Regions from separate parts of the Mus musculus genome. Here region 2 is linked to region 1. A link is a contact called in public promoter capture Hi-C data. All regions are on one chromosome and are shown on one strand. The core of a region is the stretch at or near the end of the contact, and the rest is flanking DNA. Distances in the headings are between cores, read along the strand shown. Region 1 holds the start of Olfr560 (olfactory receptor 560). Region 2 holds the start of Olfr570 (olfactory receptor 570).

Evidence for each region. Promoter capture Hi-C pulls out the DNA fragments that hold promoters and counts their contacts.
Region 2: a promoter capture Hi-C map of macrophages shows a contact between it and region 1, with 6 read pairs. The contact joins the promoter of Olfr570 here to the promoter of Olfr560 in region 1. A contact is called at or near these places in 17 of 39 promoter capture datasets (the 3T3-L1 cell line, 3T3-L1-derived adipocytes, the C10 cell line and 11 more) and 4 of 9 other capture datasets (adipose tissue, embryonic stem cells, liver and 1 more).

What each region holds. Positions count from the first base shown.
Region 1 is chr7:102,750,792-102,756,993 of GRCm38.p6, reverse strand. It overlaps Olfr560 (olfactory receptor 560), which reads left to right and starts at 3,067. Exons shown (of 1, transcript NM_147113.2): 1 at 3,067-4,011. The coding sequence starts at 3,067. The coding sequence ends at 4,011. Olfr78 (olfactory receptor 78) reads left to right here. Exons shown (of 4, transcript NM_130866.4): 2 at 3,861-4,729.
Region 2 is chr7:102,899,022-102,905,545 of GRCm38.p6, reverse strand. Olfr570 (olfactory receptor 570) reads right to left here and starts at 5,204. Exons shown (of 1, transcript NM_147110.2): 1 at 4,160-5,204. The coding sequence starts at 5,177. The coding sequence ends at 4,239. It also overlaps the pseudogene LOC115486496.

The DNA.
Region 1 (6,202 bases), core at 1,818-4,317:
GATAGTGATGGGTCCCAGTTGAGATGAGTATGTTGAAAGTCTCTACACTAAAGTGAAAAAAAGCATTCATTATTGAGTTGGGATAGAACTTGTAAATAGGACCCAATGGAGCCCAGCAAAATGCTAAAGAAAGAAAGGAATGCTGTTGGAACTAAATTAGAAGAGACAGACAATGGCTTGTTTACTTACTCATAAAATATTTGGAAATGCCTGGGTCTTGATGCTTCGCAATGCAAAATCTACCACATTATCCTTTCCAAGAAATTCAAGATTCTTATGTTTTCAATCACTCACTTCTCCCTCACCTAAAGGAGACTCACGTTAAGGACCCATTTTGCTTGGTTTTTCTTATAGTTATCTGTTACTACTGTTACCTCTCACGTTATCTATGTCCAGAGCACACTTACCCTGTTTTCACTCCTGTAACTCATATCTAACCACCAAAAGTTAGTTACAACTCGTCTTCTTTGTTGCTATTTCCTAAAATTAATTTCTCTCAACACTTAACCCAGACCCATTCACATACACACAACACTGATACTTGGCCCTGTACTTTCTATATCCTATCTCTTAGATATCCCCTACCTTAGTAGCCCATTTCTTCATCTATGACCCTGAGGTTCTTGCTGTACCTATACAGTATCTAATGTGACATTCATATTCAAAACTGATCAATTTTTGTTGTTGATAAGAGTCACTGGGCTCATATTACAGAAGATGTTTTGGTACTTACAAGTGTGGGGTATATGATCTATGACAACTTCTTTGGCTACCTCAGGTACAAAATCATCTCAGACTTGCTTCATGTCTTAGTAACTTACAAAACTCTGTGAGCACCCAATATATACATCTACTATTGACTGACCTAAATGTTTATGATAGGTGGTCAACAGCTTATAAAATATTCCTGGCTGTGAAAAGGGATGGCAAGTCCTCTCTTGGTCTAGCATCTATGAAGAGAAATTATAAAAAATTCTTGTCCAAGAGTGACAAACAGCCCAGATGAGACAGAGACAAAGCAGGCAACTTGAGTTCTCTGCTGCCAGATCAAACTGTACTGTACATTTTGCTTTGTTTATCTTCTTTCATCAGGAAAGAAAAGGAAGAAATTATCAAGAGGAAAGAAAACTGGGCATGAATAAATTAAATTATTGCTAAGTGAGTTACTAAGAAATCAGGATAAAAGAGAAATTATTCACTCAGTAGTTTGACTTTCTAAAGTCATCTTCTTAAAACTTTTCAGAATTTAATGACAAAAGCATTAATTGACAAAAATCAACTTAAGCATTATAGGTGAAATAAAAGACATGGTGGCCAGAATTACCAGACATATATGATGACACTGCATTCCATAGCCAATATTGTTCACTGGTATGTAACTACACTTTGGAGTTATTCCAAAGCCCCACTGATATTTGACTCTCTCTTGACTATGAACACTCCAAGAGAAGATTTTGTGTTATCCTTTAGTTTCTAATATGGAAGCATGCAAATGACTGTTACTTGAGAAATATCCCTGAGACTGAGAGGCAAGATCCGGGGAAGATCCATTGCAAGATAATTGCTGTTTAATGGTCTTTCTTATGGCATTTGAAAAGTGTTAGCATTCTTCTCAATGTAGACAACGCATGGAAAATATTCAATGCTTTTCCTTTCTTTCTTTCTTTCTTTCTTTCTTTCTTTTTTTCATTTTTTTAAAGATTAATTTGTTTTTATGAGTACAGTGTTTCTGTCTTTATACATACCAGAAGAGGGCATCAGATCCTATAACAAATGGTTGTGAGCCACCATGTAGTTGCTGGGAATTTAAATCAGGAACTGGAAGAGCAATCAGCGCTCTTAACTGCTAAGCATGCTCTCCCACCCCACTGCTTTTAAATCACAAATTACAATTGTATATATTTATAAAATACAATGTGATGTTTCCCTAAACATATATCTTCTGGAATGATCAAATCAAGTTAATTAGTGTACCTAACACCTCAATTTGTTATCATTTGGGGGTAGTTACAGCAGTTAGAATATCCTCTTGCACCTGTTTAGAAGTATATAATACACCAATATCAATGCTTAATTCTTTTCATTTTGATGATCATACATTTCTAACATTAATGTCATTATTCTCCTGAGGACACTCACGAATGAAAACGTTAGAGTCCCAAACTATACTCAACAAATAACTTTTACCTTTTTTCTCTAATAGCACAATAATTTCAATTATTTTCCTAATTTATGTTTAATAAGGTTCCCTAGGGTGCCCCTTACAGTGGAACTTCATGTGAGTGTGTGTGTGTGTGTGTGTGTGTGTGTGTGTGTGTGTGTGTGTGTGTGTGTGTGTGTGTGTGTGTTCTGGAATAAATTAGGTATCCCTCTGTGCCCCCTCACATCCTACGCTTGCTGTCTGTCATTTAGTGCCTTTCTTTTCCACCAAAGGACCTACCCCACACTGACCACTTCTCATTAAGCCCTCTCCAAACACAGCCTTAATCTGTTTATATCCAAACGTCCATTTCAAATTTACATATACCTATCTGCCTAGTCTAAATTTTCTACTCAGTGGGAAATGTGATCTTTTTCAATGAAGATCTATTTTCCTCTGCAAAACAAGAAAGAAACATTTCATTATTTGTCCCAAGCAGTATATTTCCACAAAAACATGCAGAGAGTCTGTTGTGAAGAACTAGTCATTCAAAAATTTAAAGTAAAAATAGTTGAATATGGTAACATGTTTTATCAAGTGGATACTAGTGTTCCACAAGTGTTCCTGTGTAATCCACAGCTGGAGGAGTGAAAGGCCAGATCACAGACATAGGCAGCTAGAAGCAAAAACTCTCAGAGGCGAAAAGTTGTGGGCTGAGACAGTTCTTTCAAGAATAAAAAATACAGTTGCAGTAGTTGAAATCATAAATTTTTTTTACCAATTTAAAGGTGTCATTTCTATTTTTGTATGTTGTATAGATGCTCATATTTGGTCAAATGTATGTTGGATAAGATTATTTATAAATAGAATACACAAAAGAAATGCAGCTTTTTTGTTTTAGCTTTATTCTATAATTTTAATCTAGCATGCCAACTTTCCAGAACACCACAGCTTCTTCCATCATTTTCCTGCTCACTGGTGTGCCCGGGCTGGAAGCTTTCCACACCTGGATCTCCATTCCCTTCTGCTTTCTCTATGCAACTGCCCTGTCAGGGAACAGCCTGATTCTCTTTGTCATTATCACCCAGCCCAGCCTCCACGAGCCCATGTATTACTTCCTCTCCATGCTATCCACCACTGACCTCGGGCTCTCCATCTCCACTCTGGCCACCATGCTGGGGATATTCTGGTTCAACGCCAGGGAGATCAGCTTCAATGCCTGCTTGTCACAGATGTTCTTCATTAAACTCTTCACTGTCATGGAATCCTCAGTGCTGTTGGCTATGGCTTATGATCGTTATGTGGCCATCTCCAACCCTCTTAGGTATGCCACTATTTTAACTGATTCCAGAATAGCTCAAATTGGGGTGACAATTGTCATCAGAGGGACTGTAATGTTGACACCGATGGTCGCACTTCTTAAGAGACTAACCTTCTGCAGCAGCCGTGTGCTCCACCACTCCTACTGTTTCCACCCCGATGTCATGAAGCTCTCATGCACAGACACCAGGATCAACAATGCAGTTGGATTGACTGCCATGATCTCTACTGTTGGTGTGGACTCAGTCCTTATTCTCCTTTCCTACATCCTGATCATCAGAACTGTCCTCAGCATTGCTTCCCCAGAAGAGAGGAAGAAAGCCTTCAGCACGTGTATCTCCCATATCGGGGCTGTAGCTATATTCTATATTCCATTGATCAGTTTGTCCTTTGTTCACAGATTTGGGAAACGAGCTCCACCCTATGTACATACCATGATTGCTAATACCTACCTGCTGATTCCTCCTGTCATGAACCCCATCATCTACAGTGTGAAGACCAAACAGATACGTAAAGCTGTGATAAAAGTTTTCCAATCTAAAGAAATATAGAATCATAAAAGCCTAGAGCTAAACGGCCTGCTTCAGGCCATGTTGTCAATTAAGGCTAGACTACATCTTGAATGTCAGTTACTTTAGCCCCTTTACTTCACAGATGAGGAGACGCTGATATATAAGTGAGAAGCAATATATAGCCTTATGCCTAGAGTTCCTCTTCCTCCACACCATTTCTTCTAAGCTGGTGCTTTTCTAACTTTGTCAATAGCCCTTTTATTCTTATCTCATCATAGCAGTTACATTTTCATATTAATTTCATATTACATCATTCCTTTGTAGAAAAGTAGGTAGCATTTTCTAACGCTCTGCCATCTACTGTTCAAAGAAACTTCTCTGATGAGGATTGATAGCTTCTTATAGAGAAAGATGTGTATTTAGAAGGTAGTTTGATACTATGTCCATTTGGCAAAATAATAGCAGTAGTTTAATCCTGGGGCCTGTGATCTTCACAACCATGAGTTCTTGGTCAGATTTACAACATTAGACATAAATAAGTACTGTGAAGTTAGCTTTAAAGCACATCATAAAACAGGTGTTTTACCCTCAAAACATTTTACCATGATTTCACCCATGAATATATTTTGCCAGTTCTATCATTATTGCAGCTTGTGGTACTCACAGCTGGGTAAGGTGATCAGTGACTTTTGTTCCCTAGCAGCCTGGATGGCACCTTCTGGTCCTATGAAAACCACCCAGCAGGGGGAGCTTCCAGGTCAGTTCCAGCTTTATTTCTCCAAAGTATGTGGTATCTTGAGAAATAGGGTCTTGCCATCACGTTTTGGTGGTCATCTGAGAGAGTGACAGTAGCCTGCATTATTTTGAGGCCTCTGGGACATCATTTACCAACAACTATAAAAGAGGTATCCTACTCCCAGCACTGGGGATTTTACAACCTACAGCTTCAGGAAGGAGGGAGCATCATCCTTTCTCTTAATTATTGCTTGTCTTGATTTCCATGTGTTGAAATATACCAGAGCTTTGTCCTCGAGACTCTTCTTCTTTTCATACTTCTTTTTCTGGTCATTTCATATTGTATTACGACATTAAATACCATCAATACTGAACAAACATAAATTAGCATTTATAATCAACAATCATCCAATATGTATCAATATTTACATCCAAGTGTCTCAATCATCTTAGATAATCTTAATTGCCCCATAATAAAAATATGTGTTTACCTATAGGCTTCCATAACTAGAAACTCTGTTTCCCAAATTTCTGAGATGAAATACTTGTAGTACCTCTTATGCCTTGCTTTTACTCCTGTTCTACATCTAACTGTCAATCAACAAATCCAGAATCCAACCACTTACATTGCTTCCACTGTTACCATCAGGATGTGAGCCATCACCTTGAACCCAAAGTCATCTGTGACTAGCTTTCTGGAGAATCTTCTTTCATGTATAGAGTAATTATTCTAGTACCTGTGGCAGATCGTATCACTTCCTGTTAACACACTTTTATTGGTTCCTGTGTGCCCAAGAGGAAAACTTCAGTGACTGTAGTAGCATGTAAGGTCCTTTATATGCTCAGAGTCTCCCGACTATTGCAATTCTCTTTCCCAATGTCCTTTGAATCTCCCTAGTAAATTTACATTAGCATCCTAATATCTGCTTATATCATCAGGCACACTACACAGCATTTCATTTCACACTCAACACTTTTCTGTCTGTGATGTTTTTCTCCCAGAGATCTACTGATTATCTTACACCCTGTTTTCATGTAGGTTCTTATTCAAGTGTACCTTACTGCAGGACTCTTAATATTATAAGAATAATAATCATAACAATAATATTGCTCCCTCAGTTTCTGACAGTATCTACCCCTATCCTTACCTGCTTTGTATCAATTCCTAGCACTTTCAAAACCTAACCTATTATATATGGGAGGCAGGGGGGGGTTGTTTTGTTTTTGTTTTCTCATCCCAAGATAAGACTTTTTGAGGATAAGGAATTTGTGTCCTGCCTCCACTTACCTCTTTTTAAAAATTAGATATTTTCTTTATTTACATTTCAAATGTTATTCCCTTTCCTAGTTTCCCCTCCCCCTCCCCCTGCTCCCTAACCCACCCACTCCCATTCCTGGTCCTGGCATTCCCCTATACTGGTGCATAGAGCCTTCACAGGACCAAGGGCCTCTCCTCCCATTGATGACCAACTAGGCCATCCTCTGCTACATATAC
Region 2 (6,524 bases), core at 3,955-6,454, 150 kb before region 1:
GGTTCTAGCACAGTTTTTTTTCTTGTTTATAAAACATTTAATAACCCCTGTACACAATTCACTCCTTCTATAGAAAAAATTGAACTGTAAGGCTGTGTAAGATTTTTAAAAACCATACAATGTCTTTTTTTGTATATTGACACACTACTGAATATGTCTTTAGATAGCTCTGTCCTGGTGGTATTTTCAATAGCCTTGTCTGGTACAGTCTGAGGGCTATAAAATTGGCATGTAAATTTAAAGCAGGTTTCTGTTGGTGCACAGCACAAATTAGTTATATATAGGGACAGTAGTGTTGTTTTGTTTGGGGGGTGTTATTTTTCACCTTCAGTTGTCTCTGATGTAGCTTAACTGTTCTGTTAACTGAACATCACTTTGTAATTGCAAAAGAAAATTACAGTTCTTTTGTTGACATTCTGAATGCTTCTAAGTAAATAAATATTTTTAATTTTTAAAAAAGATGTCTTGCCTTCTTTCCATTTCTCTCTTTCTCAATGTTCCCTAAACCTTAGTGTGGAAGAGGAAGTACAATCGTCTTATTTAAGACTGACCCTCAGCTACCACTTATTCTTAGCATATTCACCACTTTGGGTCTGTGAATTCATTGTCATTTACTACAAAGAGAAAATTCTTGGGCCTTTGAGATTGCTCAGAAGGTAAGAGCACTGGCTGATCTTCTGAAGGTCCCGAGTTCAAATCTCAGCAACCACATGGTGGCTCGCAACCATCTTTAATGAGATCCAATGCCCTCTTCTGGTGTGTCTGAAGTCAGCGACAGTATATTTATGTATAATAATAAACCAATCTTTAAAAAAAGAGAGAAAATTCTTTCACTAAGTCTGGAAGTAGCTTTTTTTTATGGATATACACAGAGATTTGGAATGCAATTTGATCCTGTGTCAATTTATTTAAACAACAGTGGTGTATTTTCTCCCCTTGGACCTGTTCCCCATATAGTATGGATTGTTGACAAGCTTTATAATAACAGATATGTCTCCCTTTTGTTGTGTGAGGCTTAAGTACAACCAGAGCACGTTTGGTTACTCCCAGGATAATTGTGCCACTATTGCACCAACAGACATAGCTTGCCTGGTTTTGAAGTTTGTAGGGCTCACAACTGAGTAAAAGTATTTGTCATTACTCCCTTAGCACCTTTTGGAACATTAATATCCCTCAGGCAGGAAGTTTCCAATTCTATACCTACTGGTTTTCTTTATATCTTGCAGCCCAGGTATATCACATTTTCAAAAATAAGGTCTTAAACCCTAGTTTTGATGGGCAAAACAAACAAACAAACAAACAAACAAACCTGACAAGATCTTGTGTTGTTTGGGGACCTATAGGATCTTCCTGACCAATAACTCCTACAGAATTATTCCCTATATGGCACTGAAGATTTTCAGTAACCATTGCTTCTGAGAGCATCAGTAACTACCCATGCAACAAACCTCCCTTCAATTTATCTTTCGTATTTTTTATCGGATTACAGAATAGTATGTTTCCATATGGCTTCTTCATAACCCTTCTTTTTGGTTAGCTTTCCTAAACTCACTGCTCATCTCCTCAGTCTCCCATACCCCGCCCTGCTGTAACATTTCCCTTACACTCTACTTTCATTTGGCCTGTCTTCTACCAGCTCCTTCCCAAAAAGTACATCATCAACATCACTTTCATTTTCCAGACTCCATGGGTATTTCAAGTTAAACAAACAAAAGATTCAGTCAGTGCTAGCATTCACATACAAAAAACATGTGCCATTTGTCCTTTGGAGTCTGGGTTGGGTTGACTCACTCATAACTTTTTTCAGTTTCATCTATATTCACAAAAATTACATCATTTTGGATTTCTTTACAATGGAAGAGATTCAATGGAAGAATCCCTCTTTTTATTTTTTCCTTTTTTATTAGATATTTTCTTTATTTACATTTCAACTTTTATCCCCTTCCCCCATTTCCCCTCCAAAAACCCCCCTATCCCATCTGCCCCTCCCCAGATCACTAACACACCCACTCCCACTTCCCTGTCTGTCCTGGGGTTCACCTACACTGGGGCATCAAGCCTTCACAAGACCAAGGGCCTCTCCTCTCACTGATATCCCACAAAGTCATCTTCTGCTACATATGTGACTGAAGCCATGAGTCCCTCATTGTGTACTCTTTAGTTGGTTGTTTAGTTCCTGGGAGCTCTGGAGTACTAGTTGTTTCATATTGTTGTTCCTCCTATGGGGCTGCAAATCCCTTCAGTTCCTTGAGTACTTTCTCTGGCTCCTTCATTGGGGACTCTGTTCAGTCCAATGGATGGCTGTAAGCATCCACTTCTGTATTTGTTGGGCATTGGCAGAGCCTCTCAGGAGACAGCTATATCAGGGTCCTGTCAGCAAGCACTTGTTGGCATCCACATTAATGTCTGGTAAAGTAACTGTATGGGATGGCTCCCTAGGTGGAACAGTCACTGGATGGCCTTTCCTTCAGTGTCTGCTCCAAACGTTGCCTCCGTATCTCCTCCCATATTATTTTGATCCCCCTTCTAAGAAGAACCGAAGTATCCACACTGTGGTCTTCATGGAAGAATCCCTCTATCCCACAAAATTCTTTATATTTCTGCAGCATTAGTTTTTTCTACTGATGTGTAGAGAGGAGAGAGCCTTTACAGAGTCAAGGTAATGACTACTCCAGCTAACTTCAGCAGAACAAGGGGAACATTGGCCCTGGGTTTCATTACCTACTGAATACACTTTGCTAATCTGATTCAAGATTTTTCTCATCACACAAACTTCATGATTTGATATTTGTTTTGTGTTGGTTCGTTGTTAACATCAATTTTACAGTATTTGGATTCATCAGGGAAGAAGAAAAGAGAGTTGTCATGATCAGATTGCCTGTGGTCATGTCTGTGATTGGTGATTGATGTAAGACGGCCCAGCTTACTATAGACAGTCTGAACTGTATAAGAAAGGCAGCTAAGCTCAAGCTACTTAGTGTGCCAGAAAGCATCACTCTTCCATTGCTTCTGCTTCAGATTCTTGCCTTGTGTTCCTGCTCTTACCTCCCTCAGAGATAGATTGTGACCTAGAAGAATAAGCTGAATAAACACTTACTCCAAGTTGCTGTGGTTGGGATGTTATTTCACAGTGAAAGCAATCAAATAAAGAGGTGTCCTGAAGGGGGAGTGGGTGGGTAGGGGAGTGGGTGGGTATGGGGGACTTTTGGTATAGCATTGGAAATGTAAATGAGCTAAATACCTAATAAAAAATGAAAAAAAAGAGGTGTCCTGATTTTATATCCCTTTGTGCTACCTTTTTACCAACATTCCCTCATTTACTTTCAAATTTCAGTGCAAATTGATACACATCCACCAAGCACATATTATAGAAAAGTTATATCACTGATAAGAGATTTAAAAGTGCACAATCTATAGCTCCTTTCTGTGAAGGAATTCATTCAATATTTGGTGTAAGATTCATCAACATGTGTAACTTGGAGTTGTAAATTATCCTCCAACTCCTGAGATACAGTTCTCTATCCCCTAACTTTTACCATGATGCTAACAAATGCCAAGCATTTGTTAATTTATCATAATTTATCACTCTAAAGTTGATTCCACCATAAATCAGGATGGACAAATGGCAGTTTGTATAGTTTCCTTTTCACATAACCCTAGAACATAATGCTCAATCAGTAATTGGTATGTTAAATTACCCAGGATGTCAGTAATAGGAGTACTGACTCACAAGCTTACAGCAGTGCTGATTCTGCAATGTCATGGTCTCAGCAATGCTCAGGGTGACACCTGTATTGCAACAGTGAACAGCAAAGAACAGACTCAGACAAACTCAGACATGTGGTAAAGGGTTTAATGCAACATATAGAATATCAAAATAAGAGACAAATACAGAGATGTTAAACAGTTCTGGTGTCTTTTGGGCTTCTCCCAGACACAATGGAAAACCACATCTCCTAGATTTTCTTTAGAAGATTGTGCAAATTCTTATTGTTCAATTTTGTACCTAGGGATAGATGTCTTCAACCATCCAAATAACAATTAACGATTTCATAGAGGTTCTGTAAAATATGAAGCTTCTTCCTTCTTCAAAACAGAAAAGCAATAGTACAGATTGATTGTAACAAACTATAGGTCTATGAGGTAAATGGAATAATCTCCTTTGAGGATGAAACACTGCTGTCTCTCTAAAGTAGCCTATTGTACAGAAAATGCAACTTCTAATAACATTGTTCCAATTACTTAGAATGCAGACCCAGTTTTTCTAAAACTTTTACTCTTATCTGCCTAGTTTTAACACAATACACAATGGGATTCATCAAAGGTGGTACCAGCAAGAAAGCATCTGCTATCAGAATCATAGCTAATGGAGATTTATGTTTTGCAAAGCGATGCATGGTAGCTAAGGTAATGATAGGGACATAGAAAATGAGCACAGCACAGATATGGGATACACAAGTATTAAGAGCTTTGAGCCTCTCCCCATGGGATGCAATACCCAACACTGTCTTCAAGATGAACACGTAAGACACAGCAATGAACACACTGTCTGACATCATGCAGAGTGCAACGAACAGCCCATAGTAAAAGTTAACCCTGTTGTCAGAGCACGCCAGCTTCATGACATCCTGGTGGAGACAATAGGAGTGTGACAAGAGGCGTTTATTGCAGTATCTGAGTCTCTTTAAAGTGAATGGAAGGGGAAGCACCAGGAGAATGCTTTTAACAGAAAAGGCTAGCCCAATTTGCACAACCCTGGAGCTTGTGAGGATGGCACTGTATCTTAGGGGGTGCCGAATGGCTACAAAGCGATCAAAGGACATAATGAGGAGCACTGAAGATTCCATGTCTGTGAATCCATGGATGAAGAATTCCTGGGCAATGCAGGCATCAGTGGAAATCCCCATGGCATTGAACAAGAATATTCTTAGCATAGTGGGGATGGAGGAGAAAGACAGACCTAGATCAGAGAAGGCCAACATGGAGAGAAAATAGTACATGGGCTCATGCAGAGAAGGCTCTGTTCTGATGACACAGAGGATGGTGCAGTTTCCCAGGATAGCTGTCAGGTACATGAGGCAGATAGGGATGGAAATCCAAATGTGCATATGCTCAAAGCCTGGGATCCCAATCAGTAGGAATGAAGAGATTTCGACCTCGGAGGTATTGAGAATCATCACAAATATGTGCCTTGGTCAGCTGCTGCAGGACCTACAGTGCCATCAACAATCGAAAATATTATCTCTTAGTTAATATAATTATTACAAAACACAAGTTAAATTTAATATAGTCAAATTAGGGGATACAAATAAATAACTTTGAAACAGTTTCTTCATAGTATTAATTTAAGACCTTTCTATTCTTTTTATATAGAAATTTACTTTTATTTTAATATATATTTATAAGTAACTGTAAAGCTAGGAAGTACAGATGTATTTTTGATACCTCCATTAATACAACAAAAAAGTCCACATCTTTCTATATGCATATGTATTTGTGTGTGTGTGTGTGTGTGTGTGTGTGTGTGTGTGTGTGTGTGTCCAGGTTCCCATGTATCTTTGCATGCATATGGAGACCAGAAGTCAACATGAGATGCATCCCATTATCTCTTTCACCTTACTTTTTCAGATAAAATTTCTCACTGTATCTGGAGCTCTCCACCTCAGCTAAACCAGCTGACAAGAGAACCTCGGGAATCTTTTCTTTTCTCCTCCTCAGTCCTCAGACACACACCTCCATGCCCAGCTTTTATAAATGCAGACGGGAGAAATGAATTTAGGTCCTTACATTTTCACAGAAAGAACATTAGTGACAGAGCCATCTTCCCAGCACCTCAAACTACATGTTTTAAGATACAGAATAAGTAAATTAAATATAAAATTTTGAAGCACGGAAGAGTTCCCTGAAGCATACATGTGTTCACACAGACCATAGTTGTATATGAACAGAGTCAAAGTAGACCCAGACAACTGAAGAAATCTGTTAGTATTGACAATATTTTTCAATGAATTCATCATCTATTGTCATTATGGCACAGGTTATGTGACTTTTAAGGGGTCTACCACAGAGATTTGAAAATGAACTCAGCTCTTTGACTGTTGTACTGATTAGGGGCCTTTGATATTTATAAAGAAAGGGGATCAAGAAGTAAAGAATTGGAACAGAGTTCATAAGGTCATATTTACCTGAAAATTATAACTCAACTAAATTCCAACCTTTTGTAGAAACATTTGATGACCTTTATGATAGAAAAGTTTACATTAAAACAATTTGTACTCACAGTTATGGTGTTGTAAATTAACACAGTGAGGATGAAAAATGATCTAAATGGAATTTTATATTTAAGAGTGAGATTCTATTTCTTTCTTTCAAATGAATAGAATAAAAACCACATGGACCAAATATGCAAATCTTTACAGTTATCCATTTGAATCATGAACATAAAGATGCTATGTACTACACGTTTACACTCTTAAGGTTCTTACAGAGCATCTTCCAGACCCATAGACTCACAACCTCAGAGA